Regions from separate parts of the Ovis aries genome. Here region 2 is linked to region 1. A link is a contact called in public Hi-C data. All regions are on one chromosome and are shown on one strand. Each heading gives the region's core, a stretch centred on a gene start, on an enhancer-like site or on the middle of the called end of the contact. The rest is flanking DNA. Distances are from core to core; before and after follow the strand shown. Region 1 holds the start of TPP2 (tripeptidyl peptidase 2). Region 2 overlaps CCDC168 (coiled-coil domain containing 168).

Region 1 (7,181 bases), core at 3,530-6,029:
AAATTCTCATATATATGGTTTTCTGTCTGTGCACTTCTCCCTTCATCATTAGGTGAAGGGACCTACTCCACTAGAGAGAAGACGCAAGAGGGAATTTAAGGGTAGGAAGGTTTTAGAAAGGCACACTGGCTGAGAATTCTGCAAGGAGCTCTGGCAGGAGGAGAGGAAACTGCACTGCTAACCTGAGACCGCTGTCCCTCTACTGCGAGGCCTGGACGGTCACAGGGGACCGAAGACACAGCTACTGCGACGACAGCAAAGGTGATAAGCCCTGGGAATGGAGTGGGAGACCGAGGGATGCTTCCTGGGCGATGCGAGGCAGGACGGAACAGAACTTGCCCAAAGGTTCCTCCCCAACATCAAGAACCTCAGCTACTTTTTATCTCCAGTGAAACACTCACTGTGGCAAAGTTGGCGAGGGTTTACAGAAAATCAGAATCAGAGTGGGAAGTTCGCCAACTTTTCTGCACAAACTGCAGTGAAGGAGCAAGCGCTCACTTGGAATTTCAGGGACGATCCTGAGAACACTCCTTTTGAGCAAAGCACGGTATGTTTCAAGAAATGACTCTTATTCTAAGAACACAGTGATAAAGTGAGTCAGACAGGCTTTGCTTTCGGAAAGCTTACAATCCAGCTGGAAAGACAAATGAGACAAGAGTACAGTGACATAGGACAATGAATAATAAAGGTGAAGGACAGTGTCCAGGAAGGGACAGAAGAACACACAACCCAGCCTGGAGGAAATCAGGAAAGGCAAACTGAAAGGCAACCTTAAAACTGGCAGCACCTACTACCAGTAACTAAACACACATCGATCATAATTTCTTCACTGTACTCTATCTTGTTTTAGTCGTGGTTTAGTCGCTAAGTTGTGTCTGACCGTGATCCCACGGTAGCCCGCCGGCTGCTTCTGTCCATGGAATTCTCCAGGCAGGAAGATTGAAGTAAGTTGCCATTTCCTCCCCCAGGGGAGGACCCAGGGATCTAACTCATGTCTCCTGCATCGGCAGGTGGATTCTTCACCACTGAGTCACCAGGGAAGCCCCCTCTATTATCTTTTAGTGAATATGAAATTAGAAAGACATTTACAGGACTACTTGTAACCTCCGTCCCCAAATTATATATTTCTTTCCCATGAGGAAATTACAGATATAATCACACATATGCATTTTTTTTTTTCCCATTTAACACAAGCACGTTTCACAGAAAATGAATCTGGATAGGTGTTTTCGAGGAATTTTAACTTAACCAGGAAAAAGGTATGAAAAGCAAGAGACTAAAATGAAATGCTAAGTGCTCCAGGAGAATATGAATAAACCACTGTAAGAGCAAAGAGGGAAAAGGAACCGTCAGCAGGGACCGGGCCCTCTCCCTCTTTGAAGTCCCAGGTCCTGACACAGCGGTTGGTATATACACAAAAATACACAATGCATGCAGTGGGAGATGGTGGAAGTAAATCAGCAGATATCCCCAAAGGTGGGTTACGGGATTAAATAGGCCTTTACAGGTGCCTGTAGAAGGCCTGCGGACAGATTAAACCCCATGTGCAGCGGCATGTGCTGGGGAAAGACCTGGAAGATCTGGGAAAGGGGTAGAGTGTTGTTGGTGGAAGCCAGGATTCAGGGGCGGGGGACAGAAGTGCTGAGATGCAAACCAAGGTTACGCAAGGAGCTGGAATCAGGTGGCGATGGCAGGTGCAAAGTTCAGGCCTGGGGGTTTTCATGTAAAGACAACTGGGAGGCCCAAATAGTTGGTTTGATATTAAGCAAGGGTGTGATAGCGGGATTTTTTATTATTTTTTAAGGAAGGGTACTCTGGCAATCTGGATGACGACCAGTGGTGGCCGGGAGGCCCCTGAATTCCAGGTCCTGTCCAAGCTCCGTCTCTCCTTCGTGAACTCTGGCTGGCCCCCTGATCAATCTCTGTTACCAGCTACAGTCTGCACGACTCCAGCATCTTTTAATGCAAAACCTTAGATGCCTGAATATCTGCTACGGAAAAGACTTAACCACTTATTTAATTATTACTCCTCTCATCCTGCCACCCTCTGCATTTAACAAGCCTACACGCTGTCACAAAAGAGAACTGAGCCCGAGGCCGTCTCCAGAGAACGGGACTCACCACCGTATTCCTCAGAGTTCTCCTCGTGCCTCCAGTTCTCTGCTCAGACTTCACTGGCTTTTCCAATGTCCAGTTCAAGCGTCTCTTCCTATTTCACTGGCTCCTTCCACTTTATTTCTATCTACCTTCTTACCTTAATGATGCATACACAGATCTATAAAACACCTTTGTTACAGGTAAGGAGGGTAAAAAAAAACCTTAAAAATTCACTCATGTTTGCAAATCACCTTACTGAATTCTTCTCGAATGGCCATATTTAGGCCAATCTCTCAAAGCTGTTAGAAGGTAAGTGTTAAGTTTTCATTTCCCTTCAAATACACTGTCATGCAAACATTTATTGTTACACGCACACACCTAAGGGCTTCCCAGGTGGTGCTAGTGGTAAAGAACCTGCCTGCCACAACAGGACAGGTAAGAGATGAGGGTTCGATCCCTGGGTCGAGAAGATCTCCTGGAGGAGGGTATGGTAACCCACTCCAATATTCTTGGCTGGAGACTCCCATGGACAGAGGAGCCTGGCGGGCTCCCTGGGGTCATAAAGAGCTGGACACAACTGAAGCAACTGAGGATACACACACCTAACGTACATTTATCCTTCAGACAGCTGGTGGTTTAAGATCCAGCATAAACTCCCTCAAGGTTATTTAAGCCTTGCTTAAAAACATGAGTCTCTTGAGCGCTTTTCCTGAGCTCTTTAAACAGTCACAGGTAACTAACTGTCTCAATTTTCAGAGCAGCGAGGTGGGATGAGAGTCACTGTCTATACTTTACAAAGAGAACGGAAGGACGGGATGAGCAGGTCTGGGAGATTCTACAAAAGCGTCTTTTCCCCAGACAGTACTCCTCCAAACTCTTCCGATCCCCTTATTATCCTGACAAAAGAGCCAGTGAACCATGTCCTCCAGCTGTTCTCCTCCCACTTATCCCTATAAAAAGGAAACACACACACCACCCCGGAATGGAAACCATTACTACCAGGGAATAAAGTCTCAAGGAGGTGATGGCTGGCACTGCTCTGAGTCTCCGTAGTTATTAACACAACTGGACCACTCCAGCGCAGGAGGAAGGTGTCACCTGCTTCTCTTCTGAGGCTCCAGAGCTGCCCGGCAGGGCCAGAAGCAGGTGACTGGCACTCCAGACCGCTGCTCAAAAATTAAGGGGAGGAAGCAAGATACCCCGCGGGGGGACTCTCTACAGAGTCGACCTGTTTCCTCTTCCCCTTGAATTACATCCTAACTTCCCAAACGCTTGCTATCTCGCTTATAAGAGAACACAATCAAGGATTTGAGAGGGCAGAGGCATGAGAGAATTCCTCAACTTCAGGGTTTTAAGCCATACAGGTGAAGGGTTGACACGGAAAGAGATCAGCAATCAGCCCCGTTAGACGTCCAAGAGATGGGACCTTGAGCAACGCTGAGGTTCTGCTGACTACTCGGTTTCCCTGCAAGTCTAAGGCTAAATTTACAAAAGCCAAACTTTGAAAACTTTAATCAGAAGGCTTTCAACGGAGATACAACGTTTTTAAAAAAATTACCTTTTTCACAAGGGTACCTTGATTCAGCGATTCCAAAGGTCAAACAAAGTCGTCTTTTAAAAAATCACAAAGTACGTGGTCTTACATTTTGAGGTTGAAAAATATTAAAAAAAGCAAGCATAATTGAATGCACCCTGGAAGAGTTCGCAAAAAAAAAAAAACACAAAAAAACCAACAACAAACTCAATTGGCTTCTTCTCTACGTAAAAGCCTAATAAGCCCTGCGTTTCAGCTGACCCTAAACTAGTACACTGCAGAAGAGGGTTTAAAAATAGCACACAGAAAACTACCGGAGGAAACAATTCCGGAAGTTGACTATCTTCTTGAAACCGGAGGCTTTCGTTGTTTCGAGATTAAAAAAAAAAAACAACATTCCACCCCAAATCAAATCACCCGAACGACAGTAAGAAAACACAGGAAAAAAAAAAAAAAAACACTTAAAGTTCTGATTTGCCCCTTCTCTGTAGCCTCCCCACCAGCACCACACCACCCTCCCCAGGATAATAAAATGGTAAATAACGGGCACTGGCCGCTTGGGTCCACGAGGCAGCCGCGGCGGCGGAGGAGGGCGCTGGGCTGGGCAGGAGGGAGCCCGCCGGCCCCGGGGCCTGGCGGCGCCCAGGCTGAAAGGGGATTCCCGGGGGTGGGGGTCGGCGATCGGCGCCCCGAACGACAGCGCCGGGCCCCGCTGCTTTGTCTGGGCCGGCATCGGGGCCCGGCCCGGGCGCCCCGGGCCCCGTGCCTCCCAGCCCAAGGCTTCCTCCCGGCGCCCAGCTCGCTCTCGGTGGCACAGCGGGGCTCCGAGGCCCGCGTCCCCCCGCCGTCCCCGATCCCCGCGCTGGGGCCCTCGGCGGCAGCCGCACCTGCATGCCCGGGGCACCGGGGTCGACCCCCGTGTCCAGGACGGCGATGAGCACCCCTCGCCCGTCATACTCCGGGTAGCGGCACAGGAAGGCCGCGGCCCCGGTCTCCTTCTTCGGGAGGAGGCCGTGGAAAGGGAAGGGCTCCTCGGTCGCTGCGGTGGCCATGGACGCAGGCTGCAGGGTGGCGGGGAGGCAAACGGCCGGGCTGCGCGCGGACAAGCGGCGGCGCGAGGACAACCCGGGCGGCCGCGGGCCTGGGTTAGGAGGGGAGGTGCGGACGGGATGGGCGGGGCCAGCCTCCGGCCAATAGCCGAGCCGCCAAGGAGGACCGGCCAATCCCGCGCCGCTACGTCAGAGCCGACGGCGCCGCTCTCCGGAAGCCGAGCCCGAGAGGTACCCGGGGCCGCAGAGAAGGGGGCGGAGCCTGAGGCGTGGCCGGAGGGGTTCGGGGGGCCGGAGCCCTCGCGGGGGCGGGGGGGTCCTTAAACCAGAGAGACGCACGGGGCGGGGATTTTTTTTTTTAGAGGGTGAGTCGGCTTCTAAGCAGAGCGTCCGCGTATCCCCGCCCCACCGCGGGGACAGAGAAGGAAGTGGGGGCTAAGTAGGGGCTTGCCTTCTGGAGAAGCGGGAAGCCCCCTTCTGACAGTCGACGGTTTCTGAACATGCAGGTGTGGATGAATGAAACTTTGCGGTCAGCTGCGGCGGAACCCCCCGGGTGGACCCGGAGCAAAGGGAGCCCACGCGAGCTCGCTTAAACCCCTTAGGTGTGTCGGATATTGGCGAAAAGCCAAGAGATCAATTTTTTTATTTGGGAGAGTGGGAGTGATTTTTCTGGTTGGGAGCTCTTTGATTCAGTGGTGTCGGGCTGGTGTTCCCCTGTCTCGAAGGTGTGTCCCTTTGAAGGATGGTGATGGTGGTAGTGGGCACGGGCCAGGGCTGCAGTCTGCAGTCAACAGGAAGCGGGTTGCTGGCGATTCCATCGCCCTCGGTAGCCAGTAACAAAGTGGCATCCCGAAGTGGGCCCCTCCTATCCTCTTGTCTTACCCTGGGCTTCCGGGATTTCTGAAAAACATTTTTTTTTTTTTCTTTTTCTTACCCACCCCCCCCAACGCCCAGCCGGCCCCGACTCTCTCTTTAAGTTGGTGTTCCTGGTTGATCCTCAGGGTTCGTCACTCAGCTGAAAGTGAAAGTCACTCAGTCTTGTCCACTCTTTGCGAACCTTGGACTGGATCTAGCCTGCTGGGCTCCTCTGTGCATGGAATTCTCCAGGCAAGAATACTGGAGTTGGTTGCCATTCCCTTCTCCAGGGGGGATCTTCCCCGACCCAGGCATCGAATCTGGGTCTCCTGCATTGAAGGCGATTTCTTTACCATCTGAGCCACCAGGGAAACCCTGATAGAGCCATAATTGGCAGTTTTCCAGATTAAGAGTGGCTGCTATCAATTGCTCCATGCTGCCCCAGTGGCCCGTTAATGATTTTTCTGTCTGTATTCATGCCAGGGTAATCTCAGTCTTTGTGAGGATGTGCCAAGGATGGATGCTTTTGGCAGTCTGGTCAGCCTTAAGGTCAGCTTCTCAGAACAATTTTAAACTCATAAAATATAGAGGATTACAGAAGAAATGATGTTGAAATAGCTATCAAAATATGAAAACCAACTTTGTTATACAGAAATAGTTTTGTACATGTGTGTATGTAGTTACACATACGCTTCTTTGCGTAAAGTAAACAGGAGCTAGTGCCAAATCTAATAAGTGCCCGTAATTGCACAATAGTAAAGAGCATAAATGATATTTTGAGACCTGTACTATGACAAGAAGCTGATTTTTACGGGTGACACAGGAACAAACGGTAATGCTAATACCACTCCGGTTATTACCTACATCTATAATTGAAGGAAATACTTAATTAAAAGTTTAGTTGAAGTTAAGCTGTATTTATCTTTTTCTACTCAAGTTTTTGAACCCCTCAGATTCTATCATGGACTCCAGGTTATGAATGCATGGTGTCAAGGGAAATCCTATGTACACCAGTCTCCACTTCACAGGATTAGGGGATTCTCCATGAAGTCTCAAAAATTACCGTAAAGGCTGTGCAGTTTCTTTGAATTGATTACTTGCCCGTTCATTCTACTCCGTAAGTCTTAGAGAAGCACGTTCTCTTTAGTGAAGAGGAAACAGGATAGTTACCAGTTTTCCTTCCTACTCCCAACTGTGTTTATGTTACCTCAAAAAGGACTTACAGTGATTGAGGGAGAAAAGAGAAGGACAAACTCAGAAGACATTCAACAAAAACATATAGTGACAGAGTGGATGGAATAGCTTCCAGGTTCAACTGTTCAACTGTTGTCCAGTCGTTTCATTTTACAGATGAAGAGCAAAGATAGACAGGTTTACTGACTGCCACGGGTTACAAAATGAATTGATGAAAAAGCTGGATCTCTATTCTGCCTGTCTCTGATTACCACACCAGTCGAGCTCTGCTGGAGTGTCACCCAATGAATGGATGGGGAATGAACTGTTCACTACGAAACCAAAGTGGCAGGCTTTTTATTAGACTCCTGTAACAGTGTTTAAAAAATTTACTCTGCTTACATATCCCATAAAAATATTTTAGAAAGATTATGTACCTTCTTCTATAGTTTTAATATAACTTAGAATTTGTC
Region 2 (7,733 bases), core at 3,828-6,327, 100 kb before region 1:
TGGAAGGGATTGATACTATAGAATTTAACCTAAAACACGAATCGGAAAAAGACTCACTTCCTGTCAATTGTATGAAGTCACTGATTGTTAATGTTTCAAGAGGTAGTGAAGAGGCAGTGAGCATTACAAAGTTAAAGAGGATGAAAGCGCTAGAAAGTAGAGCACCTTCACTGACTTCCCCTAGAGAGAAAACATTGCCTCATATTCTCCAGAACTGCTCAGTAGGAGAGAAAAACAAACTCCTCATACACTTTTCTAAGAAGACGCTGGAGATTCAAATGAAAGCCTTTCCCAGAATTGTAAGGGACTCTTACACAATGGCCAGTGCTCAGGATGGACAGAAACCTTTATCTAAATGTTTTCATTCTGTGGTCAAAGTACCAAAACGAAGAAACAGAGTTTTGTTACTTTTTGAGGAAGACTCTCTTCATCAAATAGATCTTGATTTACAATACAAATACCTCCGTTTTCTCCTGGGTTCTCCAGTTGCAAGGATGTTCCCTAACCCAATTGTATTTCCCAAACATAGTCTTAAATTACAGACAGTTGCAATATGTAAAAAAGTAGATAGCAGTGGGGAAAGTGGCGGTCATTCCATTAATACACAACCATTAGAACATATCCCTTTCAAAACACAAAGTTTCCATGAAAACTCATCATTAGCCAGAAATTTCTTGGCACCTACCCAGGTGTGTGCCCCTGACCCTGATCAACACAGCACAGTGCAGAAAGATACCATGGCTCTTTCTAAGTTAAAATCTCATGTGACTCCAGAAAAAGATAAACAATGTCATGTATGGTTTCAAGAAACAAGTGCATATGAATCTGTTGATTTAATGATTCAGAAAAAGGCTCAGGATGCAGGCGGTTCCCATTCAATTCAGAATTCTGAAGATTTTACTGACAGTCAGACAGATATTGAGAATTCAGATAACTTGGAGGAATGCTCAGCTCATGATGTACATGAGAGTGAAGACTGTATCTTTTTAGATGCCACCCCTTATTTAAGGCAGGAAGCGGAGACTATTCTATTTGAATTACAGAAAGGCATACCTGTGGAAAATCTCTACAAGAAGAAGAAAGTCAAAATGGGTTTGAAACCACTTTACAGTGAAGATTCAGGTCCCCAGCATCTTCGAGGTCATCGACAACATTCGTCAATTGTGACACCCCATTCTTACGAATCCCATAAAAGCAGGATGAACAGGTCCTCCAGTATTACACCACCTTCTTATGAATCCCACAGAAGCAGGAAACACAGATCATCCTCCAAAATGACGCCATCATCTCATGAATGTCGAGAAAGCAGGAAACGTGGGTGGTCCTCCAAAATGCGGCCCCCTGACCCGTGGTGTCACAGCTCCTTGAATACCGTTGAGGTTCCATCTGTATCCTCTTCCATCTCTTTCAATGGGGAGACGCTTTCACAGACTACAGTAAGCGGGAAAAATTCTTTAGTTCCCTTAACAGAATCCAATATTAAATTACATCTTGCAAAAAGCCAAGGCAAACCTCACAGGCATTCAGAAAGCAGAGAAAGAAGGAAGGCCAAATTGGACTTCTTTAGAAAGAACAGCATGCCTTGGGAATGTGATGACAGTTATACAAAGAGTAAAGAGAAACACACAAGAAGGAAGGATGTGAGGGCTTATGCATCAGAAAGACCAGATTATTTCCCAAGTAAATACAAATCATCAGCAAAACCTCATCAAGAGGATATCAGCTTCCATTCTGAAAAAAAACAAAACCAGCCATTTTTTTATGCCTGTATACCAGCAGACTCGCTGGAGATTATACCCCAAACCATTCGCTGGACTATTCCCCCCAAAACTTTACGGAAGAGAAACTTCAGAGTTCCCCTGGTGGCCAAGATTTCAACTTCTTACAGCATATGGAACTCATCCAAAAAGTTGTTGGAATCACTGTTAGAGTCCTTCAGCTTAGTTCATTAAAAATGTTAGCATTTCAAGATTCATCTCCAGAGGACAGCTGGTTGCTAAGATGATATTCTTTGCAAAATAAAATCGTATTCAGTCAAATGGCTTCCTCATGGAGTGTTTTCTAAACTGACATCCTACAGTAGATTTGAATCTATTGTTCTGGGAGGGCGTGTTGGGAAAGAGAATGACTTTGGGTTTGGTCTAGCCGTGCAGGAGAGCTCTCTTTAGTTTGTGCTGTCTCCTTATAAGCCCCCAGAGGAGAAGCCCCCAGGTGCCAAAGCCCCCTTCCCACCCCACCCCACCCCAGTGACTGCAGGGTGACTTGGAAGAAGTGTAGCCCATCAATGAGGTTGAGAAAGAACAATCTGAAAGGCAGAGGGACGTAGATACTAAAGGGAGACAGTTTCAGGGAGCAAAGAGGGCTGAACAACGTCATGTGTCACAAGACACAGGAGTAAAAATACTTTTCTGAGGACTTTTCTTTCTTTTGATTGTAGAGAATTTTGAACATATGCACAGAAAGGACAACAGTATAATGGACTTCCGTGTGCCCCTCACTCAGCCTTAAAATTTTAACCTCTAGTCATACCTGCCTCCTCTACTTCTCCATTAGTGTTTTGAAGCAAGTCACAGATATATAATTTTTATCATTTTACAAATCTCTACTAGAGAGATTATTTTAAACAACCATCTCCTATCTAAGGGGCAACAGAAATTACTTGGTATCAAATATTTAGTCAGATGATTTCCAGTTCTCATGAATGTCATTTCCTCATGGTTCCCATTCCCTTGTTTGTTTGTTTGTTTTTCCTGACATTTTTTTTCAAATCGAAGAAACCAGGTTGTTGGTTGTATAGAGTTTCCCATAGCTTGCATTCGGCTCATAGTGTCCCCATTTCAGAATGAAATTATTTAACTCTGAATTCCTACTTGTTCCTTAAAAGGTCTTTAAGTAGATTACACAGCATGCGGGATTTAGAGTGAAGTATGTTTCAGAATACTGTCTGGGGTAGGAGCTGAGAGGGCTGTTCAAGAGACGGGGGGCATATGTAAGCCTGTGGCTGATTCACACTGATGTAAGGCAGAGACCAGCACCCTGTCACAGAGCAAGCATCCTGCAATGAAAAATAAATAAAATTTAAAAAAAGATTGCCTGTCACTTGTTGGCAGTGCAAACTAGAGCTGTTACCGCTATGTGCCTATCATATGTTTATCTTCCATATAGGGCTGTTCTATGGTTACATGTTCTCTGGGGTTGTTATAGGGCTTCCCAGACGGTGCTGGTGGTAAAGAACCCGCCTGCCAATGCAGGAGACATAAGAGACTCGGGTTCGATCCCTGGGTCAGGAAGACCCCCTGGAGCAAGGCATGGCAACCCACTCCACTATTCTTGCCTGGAGAATTGCATGGACAGGGGAGCTGGTGGGCTACAGTCCATAGGGTCGCAAAGAGGCAGACACGACTGAAGCCACTTCACACACAACACACACATACACAGGGCTGTTACACAGTTACATGTTAGATGCATGCTAAGTTGCTTCAGTCATGTCCTATCTTTTGCAACCCTATGGACTATAGTCCACCAGCCTGCAGGTGGTAACTGCAGCCCTGAAATTAAAAGACACTTGCTCCTCGGAAGAAAAGCTAGGACAAACCTAGACAGCATATTAAAGGGTAGAGACATTACTTTGCCAACAAAGGTCCGTATAGTCAAAGCTATGGTTTTTCCAGTAGTCATGTATGGGTGTGAGAGCTGGACTATAGAGAAGGCTGAGCACCGAAGAAATTGATGCTTTTGAACTGTGATGCTGGAGAACACTCTTGAGAGTCCCTTGAACTGCAAGGAGATAAACCAGTCAAACCTGAAGGAAATCAACCCTGTATATTCATTGGAATGACTGATGCTAAAGGTGAAACTCCAATACTTGGGCCACCTGAGGCGAAGAGTCGGCTCATTTGAAAAGACCCTGATGCTGAAAAAGACTGAACGTGGGAGAAGGGGATGACAGGATGACATGGTTAGATGGCATCACTGACTCAATGGACATGAGTTTGAGCAAGCTCCAGGACATGGTGATGGACAAGGAAGCCTGGTGTGCTGCAGTCCATGGGGTTGCAAAGAGTTGAACACGACTGAGCGACTGAACAACATTGGTCAAGAATTACCCATGTGGAGGGGGTATTTGCAAAATGACACCCAAGCCAAGTCTTCTGGTGACCCGAACGGCCTGCCTTCTTTTAGAAACAAGTCTCTGGGGGAGCCGAGGCATGTGTTTCCTCTTGGCTTTAGAGACCCAAGTTACAACAGATGGTGACGGTGTAGTCCATGTGCCATGAAAACTGGGGACAGAGAGACTTAGGTTTGAGTTTTAAGGTAATGAGGGAACTTGGGGGAGGACAAGGCAGAGACGGTGTTTGTCATAAGCAAGATGAAGACTTAGGTCTGAGGATTTCCTAGTTCTATGCACACAACTACACCCCATGCAGGGTGTGATTCATTACTTGGAAGAAAGAGAGAAAGCAGGAGGAATTCATCCTTAAGTCAGAGGTTCCCAAACTCTCTCAATGCCTTTAGTGCTTCTGATTTTTTTCATTGCACCCCTCAGGCAAAATAAATAAGCCAGCAATGCTGCACATTATAACAACTTATTGACCAGAGATGTATTAATACGTCTTTTGTTACCCAAACATTACTGACTGGAGTGTTTCAATATTTATTTACGTAACAAAATTGCTGGCCACAGGCATTAGTTTCTGCAAAAATCTCGTGCTCAATGTATTAAGCAGCATATGTTCAAACGACTTAATTATGATTTATATCAGCAGCTTAGGAGCTGCTTGGAAAAAATATATAAATTCAAAGAAAAAAATATTTTTATTTCATTCTTATATAACCACATGTATTAGCGGGATGTGTGTGCCTGCCTGTTGGGCACTGCACAACGTTTTGAACTTTAGGAATCAGATTGGACACTCCATATTAATCGTGGCGCAGTACTTGCTTTTCTTTCTGCAACAGCTAAAAACCTCCGCTTCACAAAGTAATTAACGTGATAGAGAGGAATGTAGCACCATTTAATAATCGTGAACTTCCTTGAGCTAGCAGTTCACGCCGTGTCCAGCAGATGTCGCTCTATTTCCCTCACAAGTTAAACCGATTCCCAGTCGCCACGGGACACAGGTTTGGACGCACAGAGAAACGCTATCAAAAGAGTAGATGAAATAAAAGCCCCATGAAGTGACTGCTGTCTGTACCCAAAGGATCAGGAAAGAGGAAGCTGAGCAGGACACGGTGCTTTTGATAGTACCCGCTCTATTCTAGATACTGAGGCAAGAGGCGGATGGCTCTCCCAGGGTAAAGCGATGGGCGATTCGCCCCCTGCGGATGGAAACTGCATGACAAGAAGGGCGGGACGCTTAAGGCGAGGTGGCTGGGACCCGCCCAGACCACATAGTCCTTATTCTCAAAGTCAGGAGACCGCCCTGACCACGCATGCTCAGAAAAGGCTCCGTGGAGGCGACGCCTTTTGGGTAAAATCCATCTTGGTTAAGAGGTGTGTGTGCGCATATGCGAGGATCCTGAGATATGCCACATATGGTCTGGGAACCAGGCAAATCAAAATGATTGGCCAAAGGAAACCCAGAAGAAATGCCCCATTAAAGTAATTCAAACCACTAGTCAAAGCTGTGGTTTTTCCAGTGGTCATGTATGGATGTGAGAATTGGACCATGTAAAGAAAGCTGAGTGCTGAAGAATTGATGCTTTTGAACTGTGGTGTTGGAGAAGACTCTTGAAGAGTCCCTTGGACTGCAACGAGATTCAACCAGTCCACCCTAAAGGAAATCAGTCCTGAATATTCAAAGGAAAGAGTGATGCTAAAGCTGAAACTCCAATACTTTGGCCACCTAATGCAAAGAACTGACTCATTTGAAAAGACCCTGATGCTGAGAAAGATTGAAGGTGGGAGGAGAAGCGGACGACGGAGGATGAGATGATTGGATGGCATCACCGACTCGATGGATATGACTTTGAGTAAACTTTGGGAGTTGGTGATGAACAGGGAGGCCTAGTTTGCTGCAGTCCATGGGGTTGCAAAGAGTCAGACACGACTGTGCGACTGAACTGAAACCACTGTGAGGGCAAGACTCCGCAACTCTCTCTCTGACTCTGCCCGTGTGTCTATCCACATGTACTGTACATATTTTTTTTTTCCTCTTAATAAATACTTGCTTCACTGCTTTCTGTCTTTGTGGGAATTCTTTTCTGCAAAGCCAAAGGGCCAGCGCCCTTGTCACTGACCACTGGACTAGGGGCTAGGATCTGGTGCTTTCTCCACAATGGCCCAGCCTCAACCTCTGGCTGGGAACCCAAGCTCCGCTCCAAGCCGTTGCAGGCCAAGGCCACCTGAGATCAATACCACAAGTAAATCACACACTTTCCTCTCTCCCCTGGGCCCCGTGCCAGTGTGGACTATGCCCTGTCCTCTAGTAAAGGGTGGACTCACCTCCCCCTCCCTCCCAGCCCAGGGGTAAAGTGTCCACAGACTGAGGCTGGTGCCCAGACTTTCACCAAATGGGAAACTATTAATAACAGCCAACGTAGAAGATTTAAAGAGGAACTAGAAAAAAAAGTCCAGGATATATGAAAATATTACTGTCATCCCCCAAGAACCAGGAGCATGTCATCTCACTTCAGTGAGAAAAGACAAGAATCTGTGCAAGATTTTAAAGCAGCCATCATAAAAACGCTCCAGTGAACAACTAAAAGAACTCTTGCAACAAATGAAAAAATGAAGACAGAAAAGAAATAGATAAAAAAATCAATTGAAAAATATTTTGCCAGAAAAATTCAATTAAAAAGCTCATTGAATGGGCTCAGTAGCAAAAAATGCAAATGACCAAAGAAAGAATCAGTGAGAAATTCCCAAACAGGATACACCCGAAGAAATTCATGCCAAGATACACCATCATAAAATTTTTGAAAACTGAAAACAAAGAAAAATACTGAAAGCACTCTCTGCTATCCAAACCCTCCAATGAATCTCCATCTTATTCAAAGAAAGAAAGGTCCATACAACCTCCAAGGCCCTGCATAATCTGGCTCTCTACTAACCCTCCAAGTTCATCTTATATTTCTCTTCCTTTGACTACACTAGCCTAGCCACACTGGCCTCCTTTCTGTCCCTTGAATGTTCCAGATATGCATTTACCTAGGGCCTTTGCTCTATTTATTCCCCTTCTCAGAAATCTCCTTCCCCAAATATTTGTTGAATTAACTGAATGACTAGAGTGATAAAATGAGAATATCCACATGACACACATTCTAAAAGGCCTCCATTCTTTCACTAAAATATTCTCTACTGGCTTCCCCAGAGCACAACTATGGAAAACAGTATGGAGCTTCCTCAGAAACTTAAAAATAGGAATGCCAAACAATCCAGCATTTCTACTTCTAGGTATTCATCCAAAGGAAATGAAAACACTCATTTGAAACTTTGTCTGTTTCAGTATTGTTCAGGATAGCCAAGAGAGGGAAACGACCTAACTGTCCACTGATGGATAAATGAGCAAAGAAAACGTGAGATATTTTTATATATACATAGATATATTTATTTATTTCAGTCTTTAAAAAAAAGAATGAAATCTTGCCATTTGTGACAACACGGATAGAACTCTAGGGTCTTATACTCAGTGATATGAAAAGTGAAAGTAAAGTCGCTCAGTTGTGTCCGATTCTTAGCAACCCCCATGGACTGTAGCCTGCCGGGTTTCTCCGTCCATGGGATTTTCCAG

Evidence for each region. Hi-C and Micro-C count contacts between places; a contact is called where the count stands out from the background.
Region 2: a Hi-C map of liver shows a contact between it and region 1, with 7 times the contacts expected there. The contact joins the enhancer-like site here to the promoter of TPP2 in region 1. A contact is called at or near these places in 13 of 16 Hi-C or Micro-C datasets (blood, hypothalamus, liver and 6 more).

Annotation. Positions count from the first base shown.
Region 1 is chr10:78,204,851-78,212,031 of ARS-UI_Ramb_v3.0, reverse strand. TPP2 (tripeptidyl peptidase 2) reads right to left here and starts at 4,779. Exons shown (of 28, transcript XM_042255043.2): 1 at 4,519-4,779. The coding sequence starts at 4,683. It overlaps LOC121820468 (a long non-coding RNA gene), which reads left to right and starts at 4,924. Exons shown (of 2, transcript XR_006061018.2): 1 at 4,924-5,282; 2 at 5,635-7,181.
Region 2 is chr10:78,307,740-78,315,472 of ARS-UI_Ramb_v3.0, reverse strand. CCDC168 (coiled-coil domain containing 168) reads left to right here. Exons shown (of 4, transcript XM_060394209.1): 4 at 1-2,039. The coding sequence ends at 1,952. Among named protein-coding and RNA genes, the nearest start is that of METTL21C, 30 kb to the right of the region's middle. Within about 2 kb of position 5,077, at least 6 of the 54 cell types and tissues checked have an H3K27ac peak or open chromatin away from gene starts, as enhancers often do. A contact at or near this core is called in liver, where this site is marked.